2 separate regions of the Macaca mulatta genome follow, and region 1 is linked to region 2. The links are chromatin contacts, called in public Hi-C maps. All regions are on one chromosome and are shown on one strand. Each heading gives the region's core, a stretch centred on a gene start, on an enhancer-like site or on the middle of the called end of the contact. The rest is flanking DNA. Distances are from core to core; before and after follow the strand shown.

Region 1 (6,628 bases), core at 1,901-4,400, 110 kb before region 2:
CAAAAATTAGCTGGGCACGGTGGTGCACAGCTGTAGTCCCAGCTACTCAGGAGACTGAGGCAGAAGAATAGCCTGAACCTGGGAGGAAAAGGTTGCAATGAACCAAGATCTCGCCACTGCACTCCAGCCTGGGTGACAGAGCAAGACCCTGTCTCAAAAAAAAAAGGAAAAAAAAGGAAAAAGGGAAAGAAATTATAAGTTTGTTTTCTTCCAAGTATTCACCTGAAATCTATTAACTCAGAAGGAGGAAAAAACAATTCTCCAGAAAATAAAGCTTGGCCCTGTCTCCAAGAGCTCTCTCTCATTGCAAGTCTGGTTTCATTAGAGAAGGTGACTTCACAGGAGAACATATTATATGTAGTTAGTACCATTTTCTTTCTGATTCAGGAAAATTATGAACTTCTAGTACTAGTAAAGTGAATCCTAATATTTGCAACATATAAGTTTGAACTGCCATAACATTTTCCTCAATATGCAAAATATCAAAGAAATTACTGTGATGGTTAATACTGAGTGTCAACTTGATTGAATTGAAGGATGCAAAGTATTGATTCTGGGTGTAGGGGGCGTTGCCAAAGGAGATTAACATTTGAGTCAGTGGGCTGGGAAAGGCAAACCCACCCTTAATCTGGGTGGGCACTATCTAATCAGCTGTCAGCACAGCTAGAATATAAAGCAGGCAGAAAAAAAATGTGAAAAGACTTGACTGGCCTAGCCTCCCAGCCTACATCTTTGTCCTGTACAGGATGCTTCCTGCCCTCAAACACTGGATTCCAAGTTCTTCAGTTTTGGGACTCAGACTGGCTCTCCTTGCTCCTCAGTTTGCTGACAACCTATTGTGGGACCTTGTGATTGTGTGAGTTAATAGTTAATAAACTCCCCTTTACGTGTGTGTGTATATATATATCCTATTAGTTCTGTCCCTGTAGAGAACCCTTACTAATAAATTACACGATTAAGTACAAATTACTTTTTTTTGAGATGGAGTTTCACTCTGTCACCCAGGCTGGAGTGCAGTGGTGCAGTCTCGGCTCACTGCAACCACCGCCTCCCGGGTTCAAGTGATTCCCCTGCCTCAGTCTCCCGAGTAGCTGGGATTACAGGCACACACCACCACGCCATCATAGCTTTTTGGCTATTCATATATCTTATTTTGTGAAGTGTCCAAATTTTTTGCGAGTTTTTAAGTCCTTTGAATTTATTCTGTATAATACATTGATGGTGGGGCTATCAAGTGTTACCGCTTTGGAAAACAGGTTGGCAGTTTCTTAAAATTCTTAAAACATACACCTATTATATGATGCAGCCATTCCTCTCCTAGAGATTTACACAAAAGGAATGAAAGTATATGTCCATACAATGACTTGTACATAAATGTTCACAGCAGGTTTATTTGTAATAGCTAAAAACTGGAAACAACCCAAATGACCATCAATAGATGAAGAGGTAAACAAATTGTGGTATACCCAGAACAATGGACTACTACACTGCAATAAAAAAGGAATAAACTATTGATACATGCATAATCTGGATGAGTATCAAAATAATTATGCTTAGTGAAAAAAGCCACACACACTTCCTTCCACCCCAAGCAGAGTACTCACTATATGTTTCCAATTATTTAAAAATTTCTAGAAAATGCAAACTATAATTACAGAAAGCAGATCAGCAGTTGCCAGGCAAAGAGATTTAAAAAGGGACAGGAGGAAACTTTGAGGGGTGATGGTTTCATGGTTGTTTCCTAGGAAAGAGATGTATTTGTGTATATATAGTCAAAATTTATCAAACTGTACACTTTAAAGCCTATTGTATTCAAGCTCAATAAAGATAAAAAAACTACAAGAAAAATGATTTAAAGAAACAAAAACCAGACCAAGCAGGGTGGCTCTCGCCTATAATCCCAACACTTTGGGAGGCCGAAGTGGGAGCATCGCTTGAGTCCACGAGTTCAAGAGCAGCCTCGGCAACATAGTGAAACTGTCTCCACAAGAAATAAACAAAAAAATTATGGCTGGGCGTGCTGGCTCACGGCTGTAATCCCAGCACTTTGGGAAGCCGAGGCGGGCGGATCACTTGAGGACAGGAGTTGGAGACCGGCCTGGCCAACATGGTGAAACCCCGTCTCTACTAAAAACACAAAAATTAGCCAGGTGTTGTGGCACGCACCTGTAATCCCACCTACTTGGAAGGCTAAGGCAGGGAGCCGAGATCACGCCACTGCATTCCAGCCCGGGCGGCAGAGAGAGACTATGTCTCAAATATATATATTATAAATGTGTATATATATATTAAATAAACAAAAAAAGTAGCCGGGTGCGATGGCAGGAGCCTGTAGTCCCGGCTACTTGGGAGGCTGAGGTGGGAGGATCGCCAGCCTCAGCGAGAGACCCTGTTTCACAAAAAAAAATAAAAACAAAAAACTAACAAAAACACCCTCCAGATTCCCAGTCTCAATGTGACCCCATTTCACCGCTGGGAACCGCCCCTTCCCTCCTTATCCTCCTCCATCTCAAGACTGACACTCATCCCTTCTAATTCGAGGGGAAGGTTGAACCCTAAAAGGTTCACAAACTACTAAGACTCAAAGTACGCCCACTGTATTCCTGGATCCTCACCTCCTGCCACCAACCTACTGTCTACCTTCACATTCGCACAGTTAGCCTGGCAGGAATAGTGACAAGTGCCCCCCATCCGCCGACCATCCCCTCCCGTTCATGTTCCCAAACATTCGTCCACGAAGCGTAATCAGATGGAGCATATCCCACTCCTGAAATACCACTAACGGGCACAGAACCACCAAAAGCTGAGCTCCTCAGTCGGCCCACCCCCGGGCACGCTGGAGTGTGGGGATTCGAATACCCCCCAGTCCAGGTTACCTGCCACCGGCTGGCCGCGCCGGGGACAGTTCAGCCACCGCGGCGGGATCTTGTTGTGAGCCATGTCTTGGGGGCTGCGCAGAGCTGCCCTCCCTCACCAACGTTCGCCGCGCCTTTGCAGCCGCCTCCCCGTGGTCCGGTGCGCACCGGGGTCCGAGACACCCGAATCGCAGCAGTAATCCGAATTCCAGCCGCTCAAATCCGGGTAACGTCAGGGGCAGCGCGCCACTTTCATTCAGGATCAACTCCACCGCTCCAGGCGAACCCACAATGCACTGCAACTTCCGCCCCCGAAGGCCCCGCCCCCTTCTTTCCGAGGTCAGAGGGAAAGAAGAGGAAGCTCTGCGGAAGGATAGCAAAGAGTTAAGGCGGCGACGAATGGGAGGAGCGGTCCGTCTCTCGCCCCGCTCGGCCCCGCCCCTCCCGGTCGCGGTCCCCGGACGCGCACTTGCGCTCCTGGTTTGCCTTTGCATATGTGCAATTGCGTTTGTACCGAACTCCGCAGGACGAAGCGTGTATTTTTTTCCAATCTAGACAACCTAGAGAAACCCAAAAAAGAGGGAAGCCAAGCCCCTTTCCATGCGTTGATTGCCCGTCACTTCCATTAAGGCATCTGTTTTACTGATGAAGGAGGCCTTCTGAGCGTTACCACAGCGCAAGCTTGGCGTCCCAGCTGGATCTAGGTTTGATTTGGTATTAGGGAAAGTTGTTCAAGGGAATAAGTCTTAGGAGAATTCTAAGGGCGTGAGATTGGAGTACCAGAAATGGGGAATTTTTCTTACGGTGAGTACTTACGAGGATCTATGAAGCGTCTGAAATTAATTCCAGAACACTTAGAGTTTTGTTTGTACATTTCTTTATCAAAGTTTCAAAGCATACTGGGGAGTTTGAGAAGGTCCATGTCTCCAAAAAAGTTACTAAATAATGTGTATAATTGACAAAGGCAGGAGTTGCTCAGTGGAGAACCGTTTCGTGGCGGTGTTCTCCTCTGCCTACCAAATAAACAGTCCCTTTTATTTTCCCTTCGAGTTAAGCAGAGGTGCTTGGAAGCATTTTATGAATGCCGTCCTTTAACGAGCCTTTCCTTTGTTACCAGATTAAATTAGTGTTAAATATAAAGCTGGATGATGGCAAATCAATTATAAAGTAGTTTGGCTTTAAACACCAATGCTGTATTGGAACTGCAAGAGCATAAGGCTGCAGGGAATACATTTTTAAAGCTTCGATGGGGAACTTTCTGGGAAACTCAACCCCTTGAATGCCTGGACCCCCTCAGTAAGAGTCCCATCAGTAGAGACAGTCTGACAGCCATCTCTCTGAGGCAGCCTGAGTTAGGTCACACTTCTGGTCTGTCCTGCTGTTGCGTCTGCTCAGAACTGTTAGTGAAAGTGTCAACTCCTCCCCTGACAGAACAAGATAATACCCAGTTTGTTTTAAGGCCATCAGTCTACCCAAATAATCTCCTATTAATTCCCTTTTCTGCTGATAGAGTGTGTACCATGCCCAAAATGGTAAAAAAATAAAACCTTCCATCCCCAGCCCCCTTCAAGGATGGGAAAGGTGAGCCTGATCCTGGAAGAGTATCTTACCTTCCCCTTCTGGGGATGACTCCCCTTGGAGACTCCCCTTCCCACACACACTGTATCTACCCAGTAGCTCAGTTCTAGGCACACAGAGGCTTCATACCACTGGTGAGCAACTATTATTGGCTGTAAGGCAGCAATGTGCACTGGATTTTTACTCAGCTATCCAGTTATGCCCTCTCCATACTCAGTGCCACAGAATTGGGAGGACCCTGGGGCTACCTTTTGCCCACAATAGAGAGTAGAATAAGAGAGTGGCATCCCGATGAGTAGGCAGTTTCTCTCTGCCTGTCAGGAATGACTTGCCTGATGTGTGTTTCTGCCATATTGCTCCTAGGCCCAAGTCTCTTTCTTCTCTGTGAGAAGAAAAATAGACACAGATGGACCAACGTGATTCCTCCCCCGCTTCCTGGAACCCCTGACTCACACTCTCAGATATGTCTTCGTCTCCTCTTTATCAGATGTAGATTCTCGTCGTTGGTGAATCTTTCATCAAACATCCATTTTGCCCCTAAGGAAGAGTGTATACATGTAAAAAATAAGATTGAACGTTCTCTTTTGGCAAAAGAGAGAGATCTTATCTGTCTTCCCTTTTCCTAAGACATTTCCTTGAGAAACACTTGTATTTATTAATCCTTCCTCTTCACTTTGCTATGTAGATAAATCTTTTGTTTTTGCAGACAGGGTCTCACTGTCTCACCCAGGCTGGAGTGCAGTGGGCATGATCCGGGCAGCTTCACTGCAGCCTCAACCCCTCAAGCTCAAGCAGTCCTCTCGCCTCAGCCCCCAAGGAGCTGGGACTACAGGTGCAGGCCACCACACCCCACTAACTTTTTTATACTTTTTTCATCTCAAATTCCTGGGCTCAAGCAGTCCTCCAACGTCAGCCTGCCAAAGTGCTGGTAAGACAGCCAGGTGGGAAGGGTTCCCTGGCAGAATCTCCTACTGACCTGTGCACTGGGAGGAATGCACACTGGGGTGAACCTTGGGAAATTTGTGCCATTCGCAGTGGGGAGGAACCTGGCCCCTCGTTTTCCTGGTGGAACCTGGGATTCAGTCTCCCAGGCAGGAAGCACTCTGGCTTTGGGGAGAGTCTCTGTTTCCCTTTTTTTCTTTTTGCCCAATAAATTCCATTCTCACCCTTCAAGGCATCTGCAAGCCTAGTATTTCATGGCCGTGTTGCAAGGACCCAGCTCTTAGCTGAACTAAGGAGAAAGTCCTACAACAGCTTTGGCACCCAATGTGGGACTTGAGAAGTGGTGAGTGACATGGGGACTCAAAACTTCTCTGTCATTTCTAAGCCTTTTCATGCATGGACTTCTGAGGGTAGGGAAACCGTGCCCCCACCCCCAACCCTCCCCGGGGTCAAGGGCCTTTCCGTGGCCTTTGCCTTCATTTTTTGGGAAGGACAGGCAAGCCGTGGCTCCAAGCTCCTTCTCTCCTCCCAGCTGGGGCTGGAGAATGCCACATGTCCACAGCATCTTCCCCTTTCCTGGCCAAGGCTGACAGTAATTAAGCTTCTCTCCCTGGTAGAGGAACCATTTGCATAAGAATAAGAGGTTCTTCCCCCAGGCATCCTTTTTTCTTCACCCCATCAGCAGTTAACTTTTTTTTTTTTTTTCTTTTTTTGAGACGGAGTCTCACTCTGTGGCCCAGGCTGGAGTGCAGTGGCCAGATCTCAGCTCACTGCAAGCTCCACCTCCCGGGTTCACGCCATTCTGCCTCAGCCTCCCGAGTAGCTGGGACTACAGGCGCCCGCCACCTCGCCTGGCTAGTTGTTTTTTTTTTTTTGTATTTTTTAGTAGAGACAGGGTTTCACCGTGTTAGCCAGGATGGTCTCGATCTCTTGACCTCGTGATCCGCCCATCTCGGCCTCCCAAAGTACTGGGATTACAGGCTTGAGCCACCGCGCCCGGCCATCAGTTAACTTTTAAACCAGATTTTTTTTCTTTTTCATTAGGCTAGGAATGATAAGGATCCCTGTTTATATTCTCTGTAAAGTTTGGTTGTGAAAAATGATCTTGTTGGGACTGGTTTTCTTCTGCCTGTGTAGCTACATATGTGTTGTATACATGATGTCTATAAAAAGAGCTCAAAGGCCTGCCACGGTGGCTCACACCTGTAATCCTGGCACATTGGAAATAAAGTCTAGGGAACTCCAGATCACTG
Region 2 (6,346 bases), core at 508-3,007:
CTACTTGGAGGCTGAGGCAGGAGAATAGCTTGAACCAGGGAGCCGGAGGTTGCAGTGAGCCAAGATGGCGCTACTGCACTCCAGCCTGGCCACAGAGCGAGACTCAAAAAAATAAATAAATAAATAAATAAAAATTAAAACTTTTGTCTTGCCGTACCTGGACTGGAGATCAAATTCTGATGTTAACTTACCGTTTGATCTTTGACAAGTCCTTTAGCCTTTCTAAGCCTGTTTCCCCAGCTGTAAAATGGGGATAAAATATAGTAGTGTCCCTCTAAAAAGAAGCTGAGGCAAAATTAGGCCAAGCTTGAGGACCGCAACCCAGGACCACAGGTTCAAGCTGCCCTGAATATACACTCGGATTAGCAAGTTACAAGTAAGTTTCTAAAGGAAAAGAGGCAGCTTCTAAATTGTTTACCATGAATGTGTATGTTTACCATACAATATCATGGGCTATTGACTAGCTATACATTCTTTGTTATCTTAAATTCCAGAAACATAAAGATAATGCGTAGGCAGCTAAACAGGAACAAAATGCCTTTAAACAATTGCCCCAGGCATTAGTAGTGAAATGAATAGAATGACAGCCTGCCTACTTCGCAGAGCTGAGGTCTGATCTATTTTTCTTAGTACCTATTCATAAGAGTTGTTGTGAGGTTAAAGTGAGACAATTTATGTAAATAACAGTTCCTGGAACATAAATGCTTGATAAATTATGGCCACAATTCTTTTCTGTGGTTGAGCAGTGCGGGGAGATCATGAGAAATTTCTATCTACACGCAGCTAACAAAATACTCTGTATATTGCAGAACTGTTTCACTTTCTCCCTTTGAGATGCAAGCCGGATTGCCGCCTCCTCAAGTAACCAGGCACAATGTTGCGATCCCAAAGTCTCACAATCCTTCAACTATGAAGTCAGTAAAAACTCCAGCTTCCATTTATGGATTTACGCAGAACTTTTTATACATTGAGGGACTAATTCAATCAGTAAGTCGCTTTGATTTTTACTCTGATCACCGGGACTAATAAGCAGCGATGCCGAACCAAGTAAACGAAAGAATCGTGAGCCACACTTCAGTAGATATAATTTAAATGTAGACTGATTTTCTCCACGATTGCTAGGGAAGAAATCCTTACGGCGTACTTAGAAATCTTTATTTTAAAATGATAACGCTGTTATGTTGGGCTGAAAATAAAACGGATACTTCCCCAAGGTCAGCAGCGGAGGCGGCAACCGTGGCCTTGCCAGAGTCGTCCCCCTCTTCTCCGCCCCCGTTCTTCCTGCCGCCCTCCCCCTGCCCCCTCCCTTCCCCACCCCCATCAACAAACTCCGCCGGGACCTTTCAATCCCACCACTCCCTAGCCGGGCGAAGCGCGGGGGCGTGCTGGGGAGGGTAAGGAGGGTGGGGCGGAAACCCAATTTCATTGTTCCCGGGACCGACTCTTCCCGAAAGAGCTCCCTGGCAGCGCCTGCGCAGTGCGCGCTCTTTGTGCCAGGCTGCAGCAAGCTGGTTGTTTGTGTGTGTCTACCCAAAGCGGCGGAGGCGGAGCGAGGGGGCGTGGCCTGCCTTGTCGCACTCTGATTGGGCTTTCGCAGGGAAGTGGGCGGGCGCGGGGCGGAGCTTCCGATAACAACACTCGGAGCTGGGGCTGTGGCTATTTGTTGCTGCGCCGCCACCGCCCGAGTCATGTTCCGCGATCTTCTCTGGCTCTCCTAGCAGCATCCATCGCCGTCACCCTATTTTCACTGGCTTCACCTCCTTCTCTCCTCGTTGCTGAGCGACAAGCTTCCTAGCGCTATGACCGTCGTCTCCGTCCCGCAGCGGGAGCCGCTCGTCCTGGGTGGCCGCCTTGCGCCGCTTGGCTTTTCCTCCCGCGGTTACTTCGGGGCCCTCCCGATGGTGACCACGGCTCCGCCTCCTTTACCCCGGATCCCGGACCCCCGGGCACTGCCCCCGACCCTCTTCCTCCCTCACTTCTTAGGGGGAGATGGCCCGTGTCTGACTCCGCAGCCTCGCGCTCCAGCAGCTCTGCCCAACCGCAGCCTCGCCGTGGCGGGAGGCACCCCTCGGGCAGCGCCGAAGAAGCGGCGAAAGAAGAAGGTGCGGGCCAGCCCCGCAGGGCAGCTGCCCAGCCGCTTCCACCAGTACCAGCAGCACCGGCCGAGTCTGGAGGGCGGCCGGAGCCCGGCGACCGGCCCGAGCGGAGCAGCGCAGGAGGTTCCGGGCCCGGCCGCCGCCTTGGCCCCGAGTCCTGCAGCCGCAACCCGCACGGAGGGAGCCAGCCCCGACCTTGCCCCGTTGCGGCCCGCGGCTCCCGGCCAAACCCCGCTCAGGAAAGAAGTAAGGGCTGCCAGCGGGCCTTTGGGGAGTCGGGCCCTTAGACGGTCGCGGCTGAGCTCTGGGGCTGCAGGTCCTGCACCGGGGGGGTCGGACGGGTGGGGGCGGGGTGGGGGGGCGGCTGTTTACTCGGGAGGGAAGTTTCCGTGACGCCCTCTCCATTCTTGCTTTGGGGGAAGAAGGGGGAAGGGGAGGCATGCGCTGGTGCTTCTGATTGGCTCCCAGGAGTCGGCCAATGAGAAGCGCCGCTGCGCCCCAGCAACAGCCCCGATTTAGAAGGCTGGCGGCGTTCCAGGGGGTTTCGGCGTTCCGGGCGCGCGGCGGTGTGGGGGCAGGGACGGGGCCCCCGGGAGGGCTGACGTCAGCGCGCGCTACGTGCCCGGCGCTACGGCGCCCATGAAGGAGGCGAGGCCGGGTGTGGGCGGCCAGGGAAGGACGGGGCCCCGCTATCGGCCTCCCGGCTGTCGAGAGCCCCAGTCCTAATCGGTGAAACGCGGAGACGGATTCTGACGTCCCGCCGTGGGGGGTGGAGTGGGCTCTGAGCAGCTCGGTTTCGTTTGGAGTTGTGCCGAAATATGAGGTGCCCCGTGTGGGACGCGCAGTCCAGCTGGGGCTCTGCCCGCCGCGGGCTTGACCTACTTAATGGTTTCTTCTAAGTTCGGAGTTGGCAGGAGCCGCACAAAACTGATTTTATTACCGTTGCCACTGTGTACTTCGTGTTAGTGTGTCCAGAAGAAGTTTTCAGAAGAGTTAGCGACTGCTGATTGCAGTGCTATTGGATTAGAATAAAATGGATAGAAGTTTAAATGGGATTAAGTCTACGAAATGATTTCAAAGTCTTGTCAAAATAACGTTTGATGGACTTAAGTTCAGTGACTCTTTTCGAAATAATGAAATGAAAAAGTTCCCGCTATTTAGTGAAGAATGTTGCATTGAATTAGAGATTTGCAGTTTGTCTGTGCCCTTGGGAAAAAATTACTAAATTTGCCCACCGTGTTTAACCTATCTTCTCAATGTCTCCCACCTTTTAAAATTACACGACTTTTGAAATATCCGTGATTACCTAAAAGCTTTTGTGCTTGTTTCCTGGCCTGTTTTCTAGAACAGCTACTAACCAGGGAGCTCTGGCAGTGAACCTACAGACGTGGAAAGTTGTGCTCTACTTTCGTGTCGTGTCGTGCTTACTACCGTGTTACAAGCGTTGGTAGTGCAGTGATCTAGTGGATTACGTTATGATTTTCCATCTGGTCAAGACTCCTATAAGGCCCACCTAAGTTAGGAAAGATTAAGATCAGTGAAGCAGCGTTCTTGAAACAGTTACTAAACCAGGAAGTGGGGGGTACACAGCAAACATTGTTTCTGGCACTGATATTTGGAAGAGAGCTCATTAGTCTAACTTAAAGTTGTAGAAAGGTCGGCTTGGGTTATTTCAGATTTTTTTTGTTTGACATTTTAGAACTGGTTCACGTTGCATACTGGTAACTAGCAGTGGTGATTAACTGCATTTTTAGTGGCAAACAAGAGTGAACTTAAAAGTCAAGGGAAAAGTCAAGTTTTTTTTGTTTTTTTTCTTGAGACAGGGTCTGTCTCTATCGCACTCCAGGCTGGAATGGAGTGGCACGATGGATCTCTGCTCACTGCAGCCTCCCCATCCCAGGCTCAAGGGATCCCGCCTCAGCCAGCCTCCCAAGGCACGTGCTACCACGCCGGGCTTATTTTTATATTTGTAGTAGACATGGGGTTTTGCTATGTTGCCCAGGCTGGTCTCGAACTCCGTGAGCTCAAGCGATCCACTTGCCTTGACCTCCCAAAGTGCTGGGATTACAGGCGTGAGCCACCCTGCCCAATTAAAGTTTTTGTAATTGCAGCTCTTATTTTATTTATCCAGGAGGTACTTGAGCAGGTTTGTTACATGGGTATATTTCGTAATGCTGAGGTTTGGAGTATGAATGATCCCATTCCAGGTAGTGAGCATAGTACCCAATAGGTCCCCTCCCCTTCTAGTAGTGCCTAGTGTCTGTTGTTGTTCCCCATTTTATATCCATGTTGTACCCAATGTTTAGCTCCCAAATTCACTTACGAGTGAGAACTTGTGATATTTGTTTTTCTGTTTCTGCATTAATTCGTTTAGGGTAATGGCCCCCAACTACATATGTATTGCTACGAAGAACATAATTTTGTTCTTTTCTATGGCTGTGGGCAAACTTAAACACAACAAAACTAGATATGTGATACGAGGTTCATAACTGATTTTTATCTAGAAACTATATTTACTTTTGTGTTCTTGTCTTTGTAGGTTTTAAAATCAAAGATGGGAAAATCGGAGAAAATTGCCCTTCCCCACGGCCAGCTTGTTCATGGTATACACTTGTATGAGCAACCAAAGATAAACAGACAGAAAAGCAAATATAACTTGCCACTAACCAAGATCACCTCTGCAAAAAGAAATGAAAACAGCTTTTGGCAGGATTCTGTTTCATCTGACAGAATTCAGAAGCAGGAAAAAAAGCCTTTTAAAAATACCGAGAACATTAAAAATTCGCATTTGAAGAAATCAGCATTTCTAACTGAAGTGAGCCAAAAGGAAAATTATGCTGGGGCAAAGTTTAGTGATCCACCTTCTCCTAGTGTTCTTCCAAAGCCTCCTAGTCACTGGATGGGAAGCACTGTTGAAAATTCCAACCAAAACAGGGAGCTGATGGCAGTACACTTAAAAACGCTCCTGAAAGTTCAAACTTAGATTTCAGATTTCAGTATGTGTGTAAAACATAATTTTTCCCATACACCTGGACTCTTGAGAAAATTGGTACAGAAATGGAAATTTGCCTTGTTGCAACATACAATTGCAAAAGATGAGTTTAAAAAATTACATACAAACAGCTTGTATTATATTTTATATTTTGTAAATACTGTATACCATGTATTATGTGTATATTGTTCATACTTGAGAGGTATATTATAGTTTTGTTATGAAAGTATGTATTTTGCCCTGCCCACATTGCAGGTGTTTTGTATATATACAATGGAGAAATTTTAAGTGTGTGCTAAGGCACATGGAAGACCGATTTTATTTGCACAAGGTACTGAGATTTTTTTCAAGAAACAGCTGTCAAATCTCAAGGTGAAGATCTAAATGTGAACAGTTTACTAATGCACTACTGAAGTTTAAATCTGTGGCACAATCAATGTAAGCATGGGGTTTGTTTCTCTAAATTGATTTCTAATTTGAAATTACTGAACAACTCCTATTCCCATTTTTGCCAAACTCAATTTCTGGTTTTGGTATATATCCATTCCAGCTTAATGCCTCTAATTTTAATGCCAACAAAATTGGTTGTAATCAAATTTTAAAATAATAATAATTTGGCCCCCCCTTTTAAAATAGTCTTGACTCTTTGTGTGTGGCTTTCTCATGTTTGAATGTGTGACTAGATGATTTTGTGTGGTTGGATTTTTTTAACTTCTACTCATACTGGCTGAATGTGAGCCGCCATGCCTGGCCATCATCTACATTTTCTTACCAGGAACAGCATTGAGGTTTTTGGGCATAGTACTGGACGACTATAGAGGCTGAGACAGGAAGATCTCTTGAGCCTGAGAGGTGGAGGTTTCAGTGAGGTAGGACCAGGCCACTCCAGCCTGGGTAACAGACACAGTCTCAAAAAAAAAAAAGGCAAGAGGAAGTAAGGGAGACAGATTTTGAGTGGCATGTTAAGCAATCAGGTCAAGTAAAGAAGATGGAAGATAAAAAGGAACTTTCTATTTGATGTTTTGTATGAGTCACCATTCCTTCCTTACAAATGCAGATAGACCTTCCTCACAAATGGATGGGAAGCTCATTTGGAAGTTTAGTTTGAAGATGTCCCCAAGTTTTAGTCACCAATTTTAACTTGTTAGTAATGTGTTGTAAATATTAATACTCATGACTGACGACAATGAGTTCTGACATCTCTCCCAAATCAGTTTGTGATTCTAGAAAGGGACATGTTCACAGGTGTTAACACATT

Evidence for each region. A called contact is a pair of places that touch in the nucleus more often than the background predicts.
Region 1: a contact with region 2 is called in a Hi-C map of fetal cortical plate, with 2.5 times the contacts expected there. The contact joins the promoter of RNGTT here to the promoter of PNRC1 in region 2. A contact is called at or near these places in 6 of 14 Hi-C or Micro-C datasets (blood, cortical neurons, fetal cortex germinal zone and 3 more).

What each region holds. Positions count from the first base shown.
Region 1 is chr4:97,010,620-97,017,247 of T2T-MMU8v2.0, reverse strand. RNGTT (RNA guanylyltransferase and 5'-phosphatase) reads right to left here and starts at 3,150. Exons shown (of 15, transcript XM_028847364.2): 1 at 2,877-3,150. The coding sequence starts at 2,940. LOC144340317 (a long non-coding RNA gene) reads left to right here and starts at 3,287. Exons shown (of 4, transcript XR_013416298.1): 1 at 3,287-3,659.
Region 2 is chr4:96,902,930-96,909,275 of T2T-MMU8v2.0, reverse strand. PNRC1 (proline rich nuclear receptor coactivator 1) reads left to right here and starts at 1,757. Exons shown (of 2, transcript NM_001266366.1): 1 at 1,757-2,342; 2 at 4,636-5,711. The coding sequence starts at 1,800. The coding sequence ends at 5,079.